2 separate regions of the Mus musculus genome follow, and region 1 is linked to region 2. A link is a contact called in public promoter capture Hi-C data. All regions are on one chromosome and are shown on one strand. Each heading gives the region's core, a stretch centred on a gene start, on an enhancer-like site or on the middle of the called end of the contact. The rest is flanking DNA. Distances are from core to core; before and after follow the strand shown.

Evidence for each region. Promoter capture Hi-C pulls out the DNA fragments that hold promoters and counts their contacts.
Region 1: a contact with region 2 is called in a promoter capture Hi-C map of liver, with 2.5 times the contacts expected there. The contact joins the enhancer-like site here to the promoter of Lrrc39 in region 2. A contact is called at or near these places in 11 of 39 promoter capture datasets (the C10 cell line, HPC-7-derived erythroid cells, cranial neural crest and 7 more), 2 of 484 Hi-C or Micro-C datasets (cardiomyocytes and embryonic stem cells), 2 of 115 datasets of contacts at active chromatin or transcription factors (both in embryonic stem cells) and 2 of 9 other capture datasets (adipose tissue and liver).

What each region holds. Positions count from the first base shown.
Region 1 is chr3:116,750,291-116,756,484 of GRCm38.p6, forward strand. It overlaps Agl (amylo-1,6-glucosidase, 4-alpha-glucanotransferase), which reads right to left. Exons shown (of 34, transcript NM_001081326.1): 28 at 4,583-4,718; 29 at 2,961-3,073; 30 at 1,695-1,906; 31 at 108-205. Among named protein-coding and RNA genes, the nearest start is that of Slc35a3, 41 kb to the left of the region's middle. Within about 2 kb of position 2,686, at least 4 of the 459 cell types and tissues checked have an H3K27ac peak or open chromatin away from gene starts, as enhancers often do. A contact at or near this core is called in liver, where this site is marked.
Region 2 is chr3:116,559,957-116,566,932 of GRCm38.p6, forward strand. Lrrc39 (leucine rich repeat containing 39) reads left to right here and starts at 3,027. Exons shown (of 9, transcript NM_175413.4): 1 at 3,027-3,167; 2 at 5,774-5,964. The coding sequence starts at 5,852. It also overlaps the pseudogene Gm9761.

The DNA of each region.
Region 1 (6,194 bases), core at 1,436-3,935, 190 kb after region 2:
TGAACTCAGAGCTACCTGCTTCTGCTACCTCCTGGGTACTAAGATTAAAGGCATTCACACCCACCACCCAACTCAACAACCTTCTTAATACTAATATTCCAACTTACTCTGGGTCTAAAGTTTTCATGCCAAGGGGACCAAGCAATTTTTTTTCTGCAATTTCCAAAGCCTTCCAAGCCTTCTCAGCAGTAAAGAGTTCAGGGGCCTAATGAAGGTGAAATAAACAAAGAAAAAACATTTTAATATCGCAGAACAATTAGTTCTTACTCATGTAAGAATATGGTGTAGGTCAGATGGTGAGTGGAACCTGACGACTCTAATCCTCCGAGGCGGAATCTGAGTCGCCTTTCTCGGCTGAGAGGCTGGGAGAGCGCACGGGCCACCGGGGCCACCCGTGAACAAGAACCAAACAGGAGCCACAGCTACACCGGAGGCAGAGCTCACCTCCCGCTGCCACGTCCTAGGCGTGCAGGAGCCCTATACGCGTACCCGAAGCTTCTCTCCTCTCTTCTTGGCGATAATGAACTCAGAACTTGTACGCCAACAGCACAAATGCTTGCGACGGGTGGAAGGAGAGAAAATCTGCACCCATCTTACAGAGAAAGCGGAGCAAAGGCATCACGCCAAAGTGCCTCTGTGCAAGCCTGCTCTCTCTCTCTCTCTTTCTTTCTTTTTATTTTATGTGCATGGCTGGGTTTTGTCTGCATGCATATCAGTGTGAGGGTGTGAGTTACAGAGAGTTGTGGTTGCTGGGAAATGAACCCGGGTCCTCTGGAAGAGCAGTCACTGCTCTTAACCACTGAGCCATCTCCAGTCTGAAAGGGTACACTTTCATACCACTACAATTAGTAATATCTGCTTAGTAATCTTTTTGACAAAGTCAAACACCCAGGGAGGCATGGCTAAACACAGTCCTCCTAGTCCACTGCCCTGAAGAGTTTATTTTTAGACTGAGATTTTACAATAAAAGGGGATCAAGAATTCTTAGCTAGGTGGCTGGAGAGATGGCTCAGTGGTTAGGCACACTAGCTTCTCTTCCAGAGGATATAGGTTCAATTTCCCCACACCTACAGGGTGTAATTCTAGTCTCAGGGATCTGATGCCCTCTTCTGGCTTCTTGGGGCATTGCATATACATGACATACATTACATGCAGGCTCCTCCTCCCCCCCCAATAAAATGGTAAAACAAAATAATAATTAATAATAAATAATCCTTAGCTAAATAGAACTAATGAGAGAAAGACCACAAAGGAGACAGATGTGACTATAAGCTGCTGTGGACATTCCCTAACACAGAGCTTTCTGTCTAGTGCACTGGGGAGCTGTTTGTGGCATGCGCTGAGGTAACACAAATGTTCAGCAGGCCAGGGTGAGGGCTGAGGCCGACTGAGGCAGCTGGACCTGGCCTAAGAGACCCAGTCCATTCAGCCCAGTGTGTGCATAGACGCCAGGTACTGGGCATGTGTGACTCTGGGAGCGTTTGTTTCTCTGCATCCACTATTTTCCATTTTTGACACTAAATGTTTTGGATTAGAGGTGGTATGCATACTAAATTACTCTAAAACCATAGAATACTATCCAGAAAGCAATAATGTTTCATGGTTAAGTGGAACTTAAAACCAAACAGAAGAAAAAAGGCCCTTAGTAGAGTTACCATGACATTTTTGAAATGTGAAGGCACTATATCACTCACCACGACCATTGCTATGGTGAAGTTGGGCCTGAGCTGATAGTCACACCAAGGACTCGACGCACCATAGCTGTCCTTGTAGATGCCGCGTTTGTGAACCAGGTTCGGATGCTTCTCGTTAGGATCTGAAGGGTCTTCGGAAACATGAAACAGCTTTTCGAAATTGTTTTGTATTTTTCTGTTCCACTCATCGTACGAGACTGCCACAACCTTTCCTGAAAAGTGACAAGAGACATTTTGTAGATCTTCAGAACATTTAAACATCTGTTATTGCCAAAACTTCATATTTAGCTTCATTATGAAATAAATTATCTATGTTTTAGAAAATGTGGCTGCTTTAGATGGAGATATGCTATAAATTCAAAGACCAAATACCTCTCCCAAAAGAATGACAAACAGCTCAGGACTAACTTCATACTCAACACACTGTGCTAACAAATAACACTTCATATGCACTGAATTAAACATACAGTTACTTTCACCTACTTCTTTTTTTTTTTTTTTTTTTTTAAAGATTTATTTATTTATTATATGTAAGTACACTGTAGCTGTCCTCAGACACTCCAGAAGAGGGCGTCAGATCTTGTTACAGATGGTTGTGAGCCACCATGTGGTTGCTGGGATTTGAACTCTGGACCTTCGGAAGAGCAGTCGGGTGCTCTAACCCACTGAGCCATCTCACCAGCCCCACCTACTTCTTTTTTACGTTTTAGAAAGTCTAGGGCTGGAGAGATGGCTCAGTGGGTTAGAGCACCCGACTGCTCTTCCGAAGGTCCAGAGTTCAAATCCCAGCAACCACATGGTGGCTCACAACCATCCGTAACGAGATCTGACTCCCTCTTCTGGAGTGTCTGAAGACAGCTACAATGTACTTACATATAATAAATAAATAAATCTTTAAAAAAAAAAAAAAGAAAGTCTAGAGTTGTACAGGTAGCTCAAACATTGCTTCTGTTGCGTAGGAACATTGCTTCTGTTGCGTAGGAATTGTTCCAGAAAGGGATGGGAAGATTTCCAGACTGCCCATGTGCGTGACTTGCTCACAGAGTGAGGGAGAGGCCATGGAGGCAGGCACCACGCCGCCTCTTCTCTCAGCTCACTGGTGCTGTAGGAACGGTGTCAGTAACCAGCTGTTAGCATTTCCATATTGGGAATTAACCATTTTTCTTTCTTCTTAAAAGCTAGCCTTTTCTGGTATTGATTGGCTGAACCCAATGACGGCGACAAAGGTTAATGACTTGTAGGTTCCTTGGAAACAGGCCAGCTTACCATGTCTTTTTACTCTGACTTCATGATAAGGAAAGATATTTTTCTTAGACAATTCCAGCAACCAACGAACAGCAGATTTACACAAGCCCACGATTTCCACAGCAGACCCATCTCTAAAATTAGAAAAATGTATTTTCTATGTTGAGTTTATTTAACCATTATTTAAAAGGGCATTCAATAAGTAATTCTGGGTTGGGGATGTAGCTCAGAGTTGAACGTCTAGAAATAATGAAGGCTTTGGGTAGAATAGAACCAAACCAAACCACTACCAACGACAACAACCTATTTGGTGAATATTGTACCTAATGCACCATACAAGCAACTACCTGTGCCCACATCTTCACGTTATAAGTAATACATATTATATACATATGATATCACATAAGAAATCTCCTCCCTTACTATTTTGGCATTGATTTTTGTTTCTAATATTTAAAAAGACATATTTTTATTTGTATATGCATGTGTATCTATGTGCACATGGCACACGTGTGGATGCCCAGATAAGAGTACCGGATCTCTTGGAACTGGTTGCAATGGTTGAGAGCCTCCCACGGTGAGTGTTGGGAAGCAAGCTTGGGACCCGCCCAGCAGCAGGCTTTCCTCACAGCTCAGCCATCTCTCCAGGCTCTCCTGACACTCATTTGTTCCTGAGCTTTGAAGACTGGGTCTTTCTCTTTAGTCCTGGCTGATGTGTTTGAAGATAAATCTTTAATAAGAAAACAATTTCCAGGCTGGAGAGGTGGCTCACTGGATAAGAGCAATTACTGCTCTTGCAGACCACCCTGGTTCAGCTCCCAGCACCCACAGTGGGCAGCCTTCAAGTGCCGGTAGCCTGGCACAATCAGATGACCTCTGCTGGCTTCCACAGGCGCCTGCACACATGTGCACCTCCCAAATGGGCACATTTTTTTTTTCTTTTTAAAGAAAATAGTTGCTAAGCTTAAATCAGTATCAAGAACTTGTGATATTTGTCGATAACTTCTAAACTCATAAAAGAAAAACCCTTGGATAACAAAAGTAGAGATAAAAGTTTTCAATTAGTTGTTTTCCATTCTTGTAAGACTGGTGAAATAAAATCTTTACATTGTGTGAAGTTCACATTAAGAAATGTCTTAAAGAGGGATGGTGAGATGGCTCAGCAGGTAGCTCTCTTGGCCTTTGCTGCCAAGTCTGATGACCTGGGAGCCACATGGTGAGGCGAGAGAAGTAACTCTCATAGTTGTCCTCTGACCTGCACATATGCGAAAACATACATACACACACAAACACACACACCAAGAATAACTGTAACTTTTTTTTTATTTTAAAGGTGTCTTAACCATTGGGATAATGAATCATAAACGTTTGAGATTCTTGTAGAGGTGCAAATTCATGAGTTCTCTCGGATGAGAACAGGTTATTTACACCAGAGGGCGGTTTTATCTGTAATAATGGTGGCAAGGAATAAATGAGTGAAGAAGGAAACAGCAGAGGAGGAGGGAGAGGAGAAAGAGGAAGGACAGGTCTGGAACGCTTTAGAGTGAGGACAATGGTTAGCAGAACAAAAGATGCTGTGTGTTTAAAAAAGGGGCTGGTGAATTAAAAGTGCCTCGGCAGACGCATCCATACACAGACTCTACCTTGGAGTGGCTGGGATCCCTCTGTTCCTAGCTCGGTCACTCTCTCCCATTTTATCCATCCACGTGCCACAGTTGAAGCGATTTCCTCCATAAACAAATCCTGTTTCTTCATCAATCCCCGCAGTTATGTTGAAACCTGAAAAAGCAAACTAAGACACTTACAGAGCAGCCATGGAGGTACAGGTTTGTGGTCCTAGCACTCAGGATGCAGAGGCAGAAGGATCACATGAGAGGTTGAAGCTGGCTTATGTAGTGAACTTGAAGCTAGAGAAGCCTCATAGTGACACTCTTTTTTTGTTTGTTTGTTTTTGTTTTATTAAAAACAACTACAAATCATTCAGTTTTTTAGAAAATACATATAAATTTCATTTCTCTTTCCAACGACACCTGTGTGCACCATGAACTGCATATCATGATGTTCTTTCTAAAGCACTGCTTACAATAGCAAAATCACAGGTCTACTCAGTAGAGGAATGTCTAACATCATGTACACTAGGACACGCTCTGTCCTTGGAATGAACAAACTGGATGTCTATGGAGCAAGAGGACTGAGTCCCTAAGACAAAATGGTTTAGTAAACACGTTACAGAAGGCAGCAAATAAAAACCTTTTTAATAAAGACTTAAAAATGCAGACTTCACTCTATGATTCTTTTACATATCTGATATATTTGTGTAGAGTGTAGAATTTAAGAACCTAATATAATCATATAATATATACATATATATATAACACATTGCCTTTATACTTCATAATATATGGCACTTCTAATTTATACATGCTCAAACATATAAAGTATAAAAATATACATGGAAACAGTAGCCTAGTCATTAACCCTAATAAGTAATTAAAAGAGAATCTTTGAGCCAAGCAGTGATGGCGCACGCCTTTAATCCCAGCACTCAGGAGGCAGAGGCAGGCGGATTTCTGAGTTCGAGGCCAGCCTGGTCTACAAAGTGAGTTCCAGGACAGCCAGAGCTACACAGAGAAACCCTGTCTCAAAAAACAAAACAAAACAAAAAAAACCAAAACAAACAAACAAAAAGAATCTTAGGATTATGTGCTATATTTTATTTCTTTTCAAAGTAAAACAGAAAGATATGAAGAAAATATAGTAAATCAATATATTTAATTTCAATACCAGTTTCAAAGGTAAAAATTATTTTGCTTAAAGTTGAAATGTTTCATACAACAGTAACAATAGTAAACCCTAAAGTAGCTCAGAGACCCCATAAAATGTTCTTTGGATACTAACCTATTTCCATTGACTTCGCTTAGTGAAGGATAAAAAATGTATCAGTGATTGTTACCAATTACCTTAGTGAGTTAATATTTGTATCTACTATACTACTATACTATTATAATACTATATATACTATTTATGATATGATAAGCAATGAATCACCGTGAGTTCAAGGTTAGTCTGCTCTATACAGCAGTTCCAGCCAAATAAAAAACAAATTATATACTGAATACTCAATTTATATAAAATTTTCAAAGCTGGTGTATGCCCCAGACTTTTAATCTCAGCACTCAGGATGTTGAGGCAGACGATCCATCACTGTGAGTTCGAGACTAACCTGGTCTACATGTGAGAGCCAGGACAGCTACA
Region 2 (6,976 bases), core at 1,777-4,276:
GAAGTGTGCTTTAGGATAGCCCTCAGAAAACAATCTGGGGATAAATATCTCAGTCTCTCTGTCTCTGTCTCCAGGGTCTCATGTAGACTAGGTTGGTCTTTATGGAGAAAACTCGATGAAACCCATTATTTTTGTAGAAACAATATATGCTAACAGAACATGATATTATAGAGTTCTGAAGAGCTGTGGGTGTGGCTCAGTGGTAGAGTGCATATCAAGCATACGGCAAGATCCTGTGTTCTAGCACAGCACTAAAGCATTGTGTATGCGTCTGTGTGTAGACATAACATAAAAATTAGATAGTTTTGAAAGATCCTGACAGAGTGTAAAAGGTCACAGAAGCCCTGCAACTGGCAAAATAGATTTCATTGTCAGTAGAAATAGCTTCACTGATTTAGAAAAATAGAGGTGCACAATGCTCTGGCTGCTCCTTGAACCCGTGTGTCTGCCAATGTTCTGACCGTTCCTTGAACCCAGGTGTGTGCCCACTGCTGCACCTCACTGCCAGGTGTTTATGATATTGGTTGCTATATTGGTTGCTGGGATAGAGTCGGAAAATCTCCCCAGCAACCACAGTCGGGGCCAATCCGTAGTTGCTGCACCTTCATTAGACTCTTTCCTTGTTTCCCTCCCATACCCATTTCTTTTTTTTTTTTTTTTTTTTTTTTTTTGGGCAGGACCTAGGTTTATTTCAGTCTATGAAAAACTAAAATTCAAAGAAAATTAAATCTTGCTTAAGGGAACATTGTAAAGTAACAATTCTTGATATCACGTGCCTCTTATGATCCATCTGAAAACCATAGAGAATTACATTGTTTTGTGTGTCACTGTTCCAAGAGACAAAACAAATTTAAACAGCTAAACCATCTTAAAAATGCACCAAGCTTATGAAGTCTCAAACAAAACTTTAATTTCCTGTACATACTCCTGTCAGATGAAGTTATTTCCTGTACACCACTTTTGCAAACTGATCTTCTATTTCCTTTCATTTGACCTAGATCAGCTACGAGACCTAGAGAAGGATCGAGACGGCTTGTGATTTCTCTCACGAGACAGAGACCTTTCTCTTCTCCTATCTCTAGAAAGTGACCTGCTCCGGCTTCGGGAAAAGCTTCTCCTTCTTGGGGATCTGCGCCGAGGTGGAGGACTCCTCCTGCGGTAATCATCTCGAGGACGACGACCCCAAGAGGGAGGCGGCCCACGATTCCGACTTCTCTTTTCATCATTCGACAGTTCCACTCTTACACGGCAGCCACACAGTGTTCTTCCATCTAGTTCCCGGACAGCATCAGCAGCATCTCGGGGATCCTCAAATTCGACGAAAGCAAAGCCAGGAGGGTTTCGAGCAACCCACACACTTCTGAGTGGTCCATAATAGCCAAAAGCCCGTTCTAATTCAGTCTTGTTTCCATTATTTCCAAGATTACCTACATAAACCTTACAATCCAAGGGACAGGAATCACGATGCATTTCGAGATCCTGGGTTCAAAAGGCCCAAGCTCAAATCCTAACGCTCCGACAGGCCCACCCGCTTCCCTCTGGCTCTGCTCCTACAGATTCTCGGTCCCGCGGCGTCACGAAATGGCCCCCATACCCATTTCTTGAGGAATCAATCATTTTAGAATAGACATTGTTTAGATCTGGAAATCCCCTACTCTCCCCCTTCTCCTTTCCCCCCTGAGGGCCTATAAAACCTGGGACCCCTGTCCCCTCGGGGTTGACTCCTCTACCCCTGCGTGAGATATGAGTCGTCCCCAGAGCTCTGGTTTTCCCGAATAAAGCCTCCTGTGGTTTGCATCAAGTTTGGTCTCTCATGAGTTCTTGGGGGTCCACTATTATCCCGAGACTTGAGTGAGGGACTCCCTTCGGAGGTCTTTCAGTTTTACCTCTTATATTTTATCTGTGTACAGATGTGTACAGATTTTTAAAAGCTAAGAGTATAATTGTCTTTTTTGGTGTGAGAGGTTTCAAGACACTGTTTCTCTGTGTAGCTTTGGCTGTCCTAGAACTAGCTCTGTAGACCAGGCTGGTCTCAAACTCAAAGAGATCTGCCTGTGTCTGCTTCCCTGGAGTGCCGGAATTAAAAGTGTGTTCCACTACCACCTGGCTGTATGTATAATTCTTAAGAACATGGAATTAGGTCCTGTCTGTGGGAGCTGAGAGTTAAAAATGGAAAGTTAATTAAGTCTGAAGTCCTAGGCTTGAGAGTGTACCTGATAGCAGAAGGAGGTGGACTGGACAGGGCTTCAGTCAACCATTTCTCCCTGAAACTGAAGCTTAGGTGCAGCACAAATTGCGGTTCCTCGCCACACCTTCCCTATTCATTCATCTGAAGCACTGGGGCTTTTACTTCAAGGTAGTGAGGGGCTTTGTCCTGTTGCACATCAGTGTATTTTGAAGTTGCTTTGCTTCCAACAGATCCACTATGTTCTGTTAAGTATGTAAGATCTGTAAGTCATGAAAAGTGGACGGACTTTTAGAAAGAATTCTTTTCTGGCACTTAGAAATTGTTCTCCCTCCAAGAGGCCGGAGAGATGGTGCAGTGCTTAAGAGCACTTGCTCCTGCAGGAGACCCAGGGTCATTTCCCAGCATCCATGTGATAGCACACAACCATCCATCACTCCAGTTCCAGGAGACCCAACAAGTTCTTCTGGCCTGCAGGGCACTGCATGCATGTGGCACACAGCCATACATGCACACAAAACACCCCCCCCACACACACACAGTTAAAAAATTTAAATTAATTTAAAAAGAAATGGTTCTCCCAGAGACTTTCCTGGTGTTTGTAGGAACACACTCATGTACATTATCAGAGACTTCCCTGGTTTCTGTAGGAACACACTCACATACATTATCAGAGACTTCCCTGGTGTCTGTAGGAACACACTCACGTACATTATCAGAGACTTCCCTGGTGTCTGTAGGAACGCACTCACGTACATTATCAGTTGAACCTTTGCACAGAAGCCCCACGTGACTCTTGCTATTCTCAGCCTTGTCCAGGAGCTAAAATTAGAAGTAGGCTGACATGACTTTTCACTTGGTCACAGCCCGACAGAGTTTTAGTCATTTGGAGCCACACTGGGGGAAAAAAAAATCACCTTGGATCTGATTCTAGCTGAGAATCAGGGAGCTCTGGGCATGTTGGCTGCAGCAACCCCCTATGGTAAGTGCTTTTCCGAAACAATTTTCCTCCGTTCCTTCTGCTTAAAGAAATTACAGGTGACGATCTCACTGAAAAAGTTTATCAGCTGATCACAGATATAACTTCTGAGCCTTGTAAGGGGGCTGTGGTCACTTACCTAGCCGTCGTCCTCTGGGACACAGGAGATAGGCTTCCTGAAAGTTAGAGTTTAAGGTTGTGTTTCTTCAGTTGTTTAACTTTTGAAAGCAGCTGCCCCACCGTGTCATTGACACACTTAGCTCGCTGCTGTGCTGTGTGCCTTTCCTTCACAAAGGAGCTAGATGCAGAAATGCCTTGTTACAAACTTGTTTTTTTTCTGAAGCAAATCTGTCATGTTAAGGAAATTAGTATTAGAGATGACCAATATTTAATGTCAAGCAATGAAATAAGTTAACAAATGAGAGTTTATATAAAGATAATGCAATACGGAGATAGCTTGCATTCATGAAATATTTTAATTGTATATGGTTGAAAGTATTTAGTACATACATCAGCTTTATTAACATCTGATACAATAAATTCTAGGTGACATGTCCAGGCAGTAAGGTCCCCAGTACATGTTCTTCAAGGCTCCTCCTTCCACCTCCCACTCTCTTCTCTTATTTGTCCATTCTTTCCTGACTTCCTTTCTTTCCTTTTTTATCCTTCCTTCCTTCCTTCCTTCTTTCCTATTTTGGTAAGGTGTTGTGGTGTACCTAAGCTGCTCTCAAACGTACCATCCTCCTGCATCAGCCCATCAACAGACATATACTATTATGCCTGATCCCAAGGTCTCTTGACTGCAGAAAGATCTCACACTCAGCTCCTGTCTGTGGGCTCCGCGCACTCTGCTCACATCCCTCTCTAAGTAATACTCTGCATATTGTAGATGACAAAGCAACCCAAAGTTTTCTTCTGACAGCTCTTTTCGGGTTCCTTTTCTGACTGCCTCCATGAGCCTCAAATAATTTTAATTCTAATTCTACAATTTAGACATGATTAGCCAAACGTCCTGGGCCAAATGAAGGTATCCATGAAAAAGCAAAATTCCATGATGCATTCATTTTATTATTATTATTACTAATTATTATACTATTTTGAAAAATCATTGTTGGGGGACACTTGTTCATAGTGAGCAGGAATGTCTATACCTCGTATATCACCTATGCTCTTTGAAAGTAGTTACAACCAACTCACAGTTCCACCAATGCAAAGCACTGGGGGAATCCTCTCACCCAAACTTTCACCAATAGTTGGTAGAGTCAGTCTAGTACAATTGGCCATTTTGATGAGGTATGTATAGATAGTTTACTATGGTTTAATCTATAGAATCTTAAGGCTAAGTACAGTCTGTGGGTTTTTGTTTTGTTTTGTTTTGTTTTGTTTTGTTTTGTTTTGTTTTTGCCATTTGGATTTCCTGGGCTTTTCCTACCTTGCTGGTTTTACTTGGTTGCCTCTTTTTCTTCCTTCTTATTAAATGTTAGATGCAAACAACGGGTTTCTCCACAACATCGTGATGCACACGTGGAGCACACGCTGGTCACAGCCACATTTCCTGTGGCCTCTGCTACTGTACTCTCTGTCTTCTGCACAAGCCGTCTCCTGTTTCCTAAAAGTTCTCCTACTCTTTCTCATAAAAATGCAAAACAGTTATCTACTTACTTTGTTATTTCTAAAACATAGGTATTCCTGTGTACATTGCTGTGGAATTGTATACCACAGATGTATTTCTGTGTGCATTTCTGTGGAATTGTATACCACATATGTATTTCTGTGAAATTGTATACCACATGTGTGTGGATGCCTTTGGAGGTCAGGAGAAGGCATCAGATCCCCATGAACTGGAGATAGGCAGTGGGAACGTCAGGATATGGATGCTGGGAACCAAGCCTCAGTCCCCAGGAGAGGAGCAAACGCTCTTAGTTATGGAGCTGTCTCTCCAGCCATCTTAAAACAAAACAAAACCAGGCTTAATTGATTTCCTTGTAGGAAGCCTTATGTTGTAGACACAGCTGGGGCCTGGGGCCTCTGCATGCTGTCAGGCTGGTGGCAACCACCTTTACCTGTGGAGCCATCTTGAGGGCCCCAGACTTGCCTAATGTATCGTAGCTTAATTACTTTCCCATAGCTGGATGCAAGTCTGGTTGCAGGTTTTCATTATCATGGACGACATGGTAACAAAGGAAGCGGATTGGACAGCAGTTCCTGTTCCAACCATGTGTGCTCCCTTGAGGGTTAGCTTCCTCATATGAATACTAAAGGCAACAAAAATACTCACATCATAGTTTACATGGGTTTAAAATAAGGTATGGGCTGTGGGGGCACACACCTTCAATCCCAGCACTTGAGTGGCAGAGGCAGGTGGAGTGGAGTTCGAGGCCAGCCTGGACTACAGAGTAGGTTCCAGGATAGCCAAGGCTGTACAGAAAAATCTGTCTCAAAAAGCCAAAATAAATAAATAAATAAATAAATAAATAAGTAAAATAATAAAATAAGATATGGCATGCAAATATATGTGGAATAGCTGGACGCAAACATCACCTCTCATGATTGTTATCAATCATTAATATTCTGAAACATGATGTCTTTCCCCTGTCTGGTATACTTAGGTCTTTACTGAGGTGTCCTGTGACTCAGCTCTTCAGAACGTAATGAAGTAGATGACTTGACTACAATGTGGGAAAATCATGACAGAAAGTGCGGTTTGTACCGGGGCCGTCAGTGCTGTAAAGGAAGTCTGGGAAGAAAGAATAAAGAAACACCATGAAGACGTGAAGCGGGAGAAGGAATTTCAGCATAAGTATGCTGTGACGTTGTTTTAGATTAGAGAAAACCCATAAGCTCAGATTTGAAAACGACCATTTAGTAAGAGCCTCATTGAATTTGACAGGTTTTTTATGTGCTGAAAACACAAGATATTCTTCTTTAAGTAGTTTTATTTTATGTATATGAGTGTATGCATGTAAGTCTATCCATATTTGTGCAGGTACCCATAGAGACCAGAAGAGGGCACTGGATCTGCTAGAACTGAAGTTGCAGACAGTTGTGAGCTGCCCTGTGGGTGCTGGGAACTGAATTCAGGCCATCTGGAAGACAATCAAGTGCTCTTGACTACTGAGCCATCTCTCCAACCCATAAAAGAGTCTTTATTTTTTTTTCTCATTATTATTCTTATATGTGTGGTTGTTTTGCCTGCATGTATGTCTGTGTACCTCTTGCATGCAGAGCCCGCAGAGGCCAGAAGAGGGTGTTAGAGCCCCCGGGACTGGAATTATAGATGATAATGAACTACCATGTGAGTGCTGCAGAGTTGAACCCTGGTACATGAAAAACTGTTTAGAGGGTGTGGTGATTTGAATGAGAATGGCTCCCAGAGGCTCCTATGTTTGAATGAGTGGTTCTCAGTTATAATGGAACTGTTTGGGAAGGATTTAGAGGTGTGGCCTTGATAGAGTAGGTGTGGCCTTGCTGGAAAAGGTGGGTCACTTTGAGGTTTCAAAAGCCAATGCTAGGCCCAGTCTTCCTCCTTCTATCCCCTCCTCCTCCCCCTTCCTTCTACCTCCCTCTCCCCTCTTCCTTCTCCCCTCTCCCCTCTCCCCCCCTCCCCCCGTCCCTCCTCTCTGCCTGCTACCTGTGACCAGGAGGTAAAAATCTCTCAGCTGATGTTCCATCACCATTTTTGTCTGCCTCCCCCCATGATGAGCATGGACTACCAACCTCTAGAACTGTAAGCCAGCCCCAAGTTAAATGCTTTCTTTTATAAGAGTTGCCTTGGTCATGGTGTCTCTTCCCAGCCACAGAGTACTGAAGCA